Linked DNA regions of Sus scrofa: region 2 is linked to region 1. Evidence: chromatin contacts called from public Hi-C data. All regions are on one chromosome and are shown on one strand. Each heading gives the region's core, a stretch centred on a gene start, on an enhancer-like site or on the middle of the called end of the contact. The rest is flanking DNA. Distances are from core to core; before and after follow the strand shown.

Evidence for each region. Hi-C and Micro-C count contacts between places; a contact is called where the count stands out from the background.
Region 2: a Hi-C map of liver shows a contact between it and region 1, with 8 times the contacts expected there. The contact joins the promoter of ADH1C here to the enhancer-like site in region 1. A contact is called at or near these places in 1 of 5 promoter capture datasets (liver) and 8 of 47 Hi-C or Micro-C datasets (epiblast stem cells, heart right ventricle, liver and 1 more).

What each region holds. Positions count from the first base shown.
Region 1 is chr8:121,049,020-121,052,041 of Sscrofa11.1, reverse strand. The region is part of intron 4 of C8H4orf17; the gene reads left to right. Among named protein-coding and RNA genes, the nearest start is that of ADH1C, 39 kb to the left of the region's middle. Within about 2 kb of position 1,546, at least 15 of the 83 cell types and tissues checked have an H3K27ac peak or open chromatin away from gene starts, as enhancers often do. A contact at or near this core is called in liver, where this site is marked.
Region 2 is chr8:121,087,922-121,090,943 of Sscrofa11.1, reverse strand. It overlaps ADH1C (alcohol dehydrogenase 1C (class I), gamma polypeptide), which reads right to left and starts at 1,525. Exons shown (of 9, transcript NM_001243939.1): 1 at 1,445-1,525. The coding sequence starts at 1,462. The region is part of intron 4 of C8H4orf17; the gene reads left to right.

The sequences.
Region 1 (3,022 bases), core at 297-2,796:
TTGAAAAAGTGCGTACAAAGTCTTTAAAGTTAATTGTTAATGATGAAAATACCTATGTCCTTGATTCTTCCAAATACTGGGTTGTGGATGCAAAGTTCAAGAGAGAAGCCAGCCAATGCTAAATCTGAAACAGGCTGTAGACTCAGACTGTTACTGAACCTTGAGCCTGCAATAGCTCTACAACTCTAATAACTGAATGTGGTCTTTATATTTTCCCAGAATCTGAAACGTGTCTTCTGCAAGAGAATTATCCTGAGGTTGATACTCAAAGTAGTACCATAAAAAGTATGTGGAATTCTAACCGTGGTTCATAAAGAGCAAGATTTTTTAAATTCTCATTTCATAAACAGGGAAAGTGTTAAATAAGAAGACAGTTCCAACTGCACATCAAATGGTGGGACTGATTGGAGAAGCTATGGAAGCAGATGCCCTATTTAGAGACCCAAATGTGTTTCATAGTTTAGCGGGTTAACACGGCAGGGAAAATGGATTTTTTTTGCCTTAGTACTTTTCCTCTTTAAGACTCAAATCTCCTTTTAAGCAGTACATTATTCTATAGCCCCCCAAAGTAAATTAATGTATAACTATATAATGTATTCATGTTTAAAAGCAGAGGGTGGTGGTCACAAAGTCCACTGCAAATTTCCTGTTGGCTTTAATTCCTCCACAGAACACCAGTTTATCAAATTTCAAGACAATCTATTGGTTCTTGATCTTAGAGGGTCCTGAAGCTTTGAGAAGGGAGTAACAGGGATGCAGAGCTAGTTAGGGTATTAAACAAGCATGTGTCTTTTCTTAACAAGACTGTAGAGGTGAACTAAGAGGTCAGATTGCTTTTCTTTTGGTTGGGCTGTATATACGTAGTGTGGTGACATTAGATATTTTATGCTGATGAGAAGCTGGGTGACAATATGTGGTTTTGATTAGTAATAATTGCTTTAAAATTATGTTTGGTAGACAAACTGTCTTAAAAACCTAACGTTCATGAGGGGGTTATAATAATGAAAGGCAGAACAGATTGTGAATCATTAAAGAAACACTAAAACTAGGAAGGAGACCTATGATCAGATCAACCAGTGTTTGGTGGTAAATAATTCCAGCAGCAATTCTCAGTCACTATTGGATTAGCATGCATCACCTCTAAATACTTCAAAGGGAATAATTTATTTTTTTTTATAATTTTTTTTTGTTTTCCCACTGTACAGCAAGGGGGTCAGGTTATCCTTACATGTATACATTACAATTACATTTTTCCCCCACCCTTTCTTCTGTTGCAACATGAGTATTTAGACAAAGTTCTCAATGCTATTCAGCAGGATCTCCTTGTAAATCTATTCTAAGTTGTGTCTGATAAGCCCAAGCTCCCGATTCCTCCCACTCCCTCCCCCTCCCATCATAATTTATTTTCGAAATATCTATTGGGACCTAGGTGACAAGTCCTGTGCTAGGTGCTTGGGAGAAAAAGAAGAGTAAGGCCAAGGTCCTGTGCTTGACCTTGAGATCAGTCTTTGCCCTGCTCTGTGTCCTCAGGAGGCTGATCCCAACAGCAGGAACAATAACTCTCCCTGGCCTCTGGAATCTCTCTGGTTCAAGTCAAAGAAGTCACTATCACTGGCAGAAGATCAGGGGCAGGAGGAGAGTTGAGCTGTTTATCTCCTGACTTCCTCATGACTCACCCTAGTTTGGCAGGTACTGTTGCCTCCTGTGAGGCAGCCCCTCTTCTATGGTTCTAGCTCTTTCTAGATTCTGGTAATTCTTGCCTTTTAGCCAAGATGTGATAACAGCTTCCCACACTAATAAGACCTTGGACACTCTGTCATCCAATTTTGAGTGACTCAGCCTGCCTACATCTCTGGGAAAACCCCTATTAAATGTTCTTCAATTAAACTCTGATTTGAGGGAGTCTTCTGTTTCCTGCCATTTGATTAAGTCTATAGGATCCTGACTGACATAGGTCCTGCCCCCAAGTTGTTCACCAGAGAAGTCAATGAGCAATGACCATTCAGTGTGAGTGTGACTGTGATGAAATTCTAGGGTTTCTGGTTTAATTGGGTTTAAGTTCACCAACAAATGGAACAAAGAACAGAATATAAAATGAAAATTATAGCAGCCACCAGTGTAAACACTTAGAGATCACTGAACTAAACTATTATTTCAATCTACATATATTCATTGAGAATCTATTACAGGTGAGAGATTGTTGGGCTGGGGGAAAAATGGAAGAACATAAAATGTGAGAATGGGATCAATTCAGTGGGATGAATAACTGGTAAATGTAAATAAAATATAAAAGAAAGAGTTGGAGTCATAGCGGGGAGATAAGCATTTTCCCCAATAACTTCTTCAGTTTATGAAATGATTTGTAGACAAGTATTTACATGCTGATTAACAGGTCATTTTCTGTACGTTCTCTTATTCCTGAAGCAGTTCCTAGGTTGGGCGTGGTAAATGTGCTTTATACAAATTGCACAGTCAGTCTAGCGTTTCATTTTGTCTTCATCGAGCACAAAATGTTCAGCTATTGCTTCAATTTCCTCAACTCTGCTGCAAGAGAGAAGTGAACAAGGCAGCTGAAAAAGTATCACAAGGCACACGGAGAAAGGAGCAATGATTTCCAATTTCCTCTCCTATTTTAACTGTGAACTTGCTCATATCTCTTTGGCCTGGCTAAACACTGCCATCTCCAGCATCTTTCTATATACTGTGGAGGAAACCAGTCCTCATGGCATCAAGAACCTTTCAAATATGCATTTATTTAAGAAACACTATTGTCCCTCTGTTCTTGTTACCTCTCTGCCAGCAGCTGGAGATAGATGGAGAGACTTGTGAGGAAACAAACACGTAAACAGTGTATGACAATCAAACACAATGACTGACTCACACCCAGGTTGGTTTTTTAAAATTTAATTCAACTATTTTAATTAAAATATAGTTGATTTATAATGTTGTGCCAATTTCCGCTTTACAGCAAAGCGACCCAGTCATACATATAGACATTCTTTTTCTCATATATATTTTTTTG
Region 2 (3,022 bases), core at 276-2,775, 39 kb before region 1:
GTTGTAAAGATAAAAGTTTTCGATGTTGCACCTGAGGGGAAAAGATTGATAGCCTATAATTTATGATTTTCATTAATATATTTGGTTTATCCTTTTGCTCCCTAATTCATTATTTATTTATTTTATTATTTATTTATTTATTTTTTGTCTTTCTGTCTTTTCTAGGGCCGCACCCACGGCATATGGAGGGTCCCAGGCTAGGGGTCTAATTGGAGCTATAGCCACCGGCCTACACCAGAGCCACAGCAGCGCCAGATCCAAGCTGCGTCTGCGACCTACACCACAGCTCACGGCAACGCTGGATCCTTAACCCACTGAGCGAGGCCAGGGATCGAACCCGCAACCTCATGGTTCCTAGTTGGATTAGTTAACCACTGAGCCATGATGGGAATTCCTCATTATTTCTTTTAAGCTGGGTTTCAGCAAGTTTAATTTTTCTTTTTCCTGTCTATTCTTCATTTGGAATGTAATAGGCCATTGCAATGCTAATCGGCAATGAATGAAAATAGTCAGAATAAGAACACTGACAATTGGTTACCCCTGTGATTTCCAGTCAGTCTTTTTGATATAAGCCTGTAGTGTCATGTTGTGTGTAGAAACTCAGAAGCTTTCAATAGTTATTGTAGCAAGATATTATATTGTACAATTCACTCCTAACACAGCAAAACCTACTGGAAACAGTTACACAGACTTTTGTCAGTAAGCAAAAGTCTTAAAATTGTATTGTATTTAATAACTACATGCATTTCTTTGCATGTGTAAGCACAGTGAACAAATAAATATGAATCTGTGGAAGACTTAGAACCAGATATTTCTGTTCCCAGTGCTAATAAGTGATTCAAACTGTATCAGTATTAATTTTGTTTTGTAAAATCACATTGACTTTATTATGGGAAAGATATTCTATAGGATTTCTATGGCAATTTCTTGAATTGTGCCTTTTAAAGCAGAATTTGCATATTGATGTTAGTTTGCTTAGTCTTAATCATTCTAATGCTTTGAGAGCAGTGAAACTTTTGTCACACTTAACTTTCCTGTATTCATAAAAAGAATATGATTACAAAGAATAGCACATTTAAATTATGGTTTCTTACTATAAAGAAAACTTTCTTAATATAAAGATAACTTCTTGATTAAAAACATTTCATTTTAATTTTAGATTTGCAAATTACTCATGATCGTTTATAACTACTGCACATTTATTTAATATAGACTTTAATAGGTATAGATTCTATACATATTTGTTAAAGACATTTAAGAATAATTCACTTCAACTGTAGTTTAATATGCATACATTGAAGCATATATTCTATGCTGTATTTCAGTATATATTGCTTCTCACTTGTATATGCATTTTAAATTATTCACTACATTCTATAGCTCTTTGTGTATTATATGAATTAGAATATAATTCCAAAAGTAAAAAAAAAAAATTTTCCCTTACTTTTCCTGCTGTGCTCATGTTTCTGCTTTCTCTGCAGGCCAGGAGATGTGAATTCTTGCAGATTCTCCTCTGCTCAAGTACGTACAGCAGATATATTGAGCAGATTTTTATTTGCTTGAGTAACACCTAGTTCCACACATGTGATCTGGGATCTTTAAGCCACACCCACCAGCGTATTCTCAGACCAAGTCAAATCAGGAAGAAAGGGCACTGAATCAGCACTCATAGACTTTTTTGGCAATATGATGATTTCAGGTTACATATTGACTTAATTAGGTTAAATATTTCCATATATATATAAATATTTATATTTATCTTTTTCCTGGATGCCATACTTCTCTTAGTTCCACACAGAGTGTTCAGAGTTCTCTTTTCCCTTTGTGTGAACTAAGCTCCAATTTCTAATCCACATGATTCAGTGAGGAAGGAGGAGAAGTCAGAAAGCAACACAAATAACATGGAGAGAGAGCTACAAGCCTGAGGCAGATGTTTGCTCCAGCACTCTCTTCTCACCATAGAGACATCAGATACCAATCAGTGACAGCAAAGGTACTAAACGTTTCTGGCACTTCTGTTCCACTCAGTATCAGTCAGCACTGACTGAGAACCTCTCTATCCTAGATACTCGGGTGGGTACAGTGGTGTGACAATCATGGATAAGAGGTGGCCTCTACTTGAACCAAGAGGCTGTATGGGACAGTGGTTATGGCATGGCTTTGGATTTGAGCAGACCCTATCCTTACCAGCTGTGTGAACTTGGGCTTATTCAACTGTCCTTGGCCATAGTTTCCCTCTCTGTAAAGTGAGGATGAATAGTAGGACCCCTGAAAGGGTTGTTTGATGAACAAATGAGATAATACTTTAGAACATATATCAGGGATCCTGACAAACAGGACAGCCTTTAATAAATACTAGCTACAATGATTATGCATAAAAGTAAAATCACAGTCTATAGGGGGAAAAGATACAGGCAAGTCAGACCATCTGGGATATTCTAGATCAGAGGGAGGGCATTCTGACTGAAGAACTCCTAGGATGCTTTTTAGAGAGAAGATATTTAAGTTAGAAACAAAATAATGCCATTTTCAGCAACATGGATGGAACTAGAGACTCTCATACTGAGTGAACTCAGTCAGAAAGAGAAAGACAAATACCATATGATATCACATATATCTGAAATCTAATATACAGCACAAATGAACCTTTCCACAGAAAAGAAAATCATGGACTTGGAGAACAGACTTGTGGTTGCCAAGGGGGAGGGGGAGGGGGTGGGATGCATGGGGTGCTTGGGGATAATAGATGCAGACTGTTGCCTTTGGAATGGATTAGCAATGAGATTCTGCTGTGTAGCACTGGAAACTATGTCTGGTCACTTATGAAGGAGCATGGTAATATGAGAAAAAAGAATGTATACATGTATGTGTAACTGGGTCACCATACTGCACAGTAGAAAATTGACAGAACACTGCAAACCAGCTATAATGGAAAAAAATAAAAATCATTATTTAAAAACAAAACAAAAAAATAAAAATCATTATTTAAAAACAAAACAAAAAAAGAAACAAAGTACTGCTC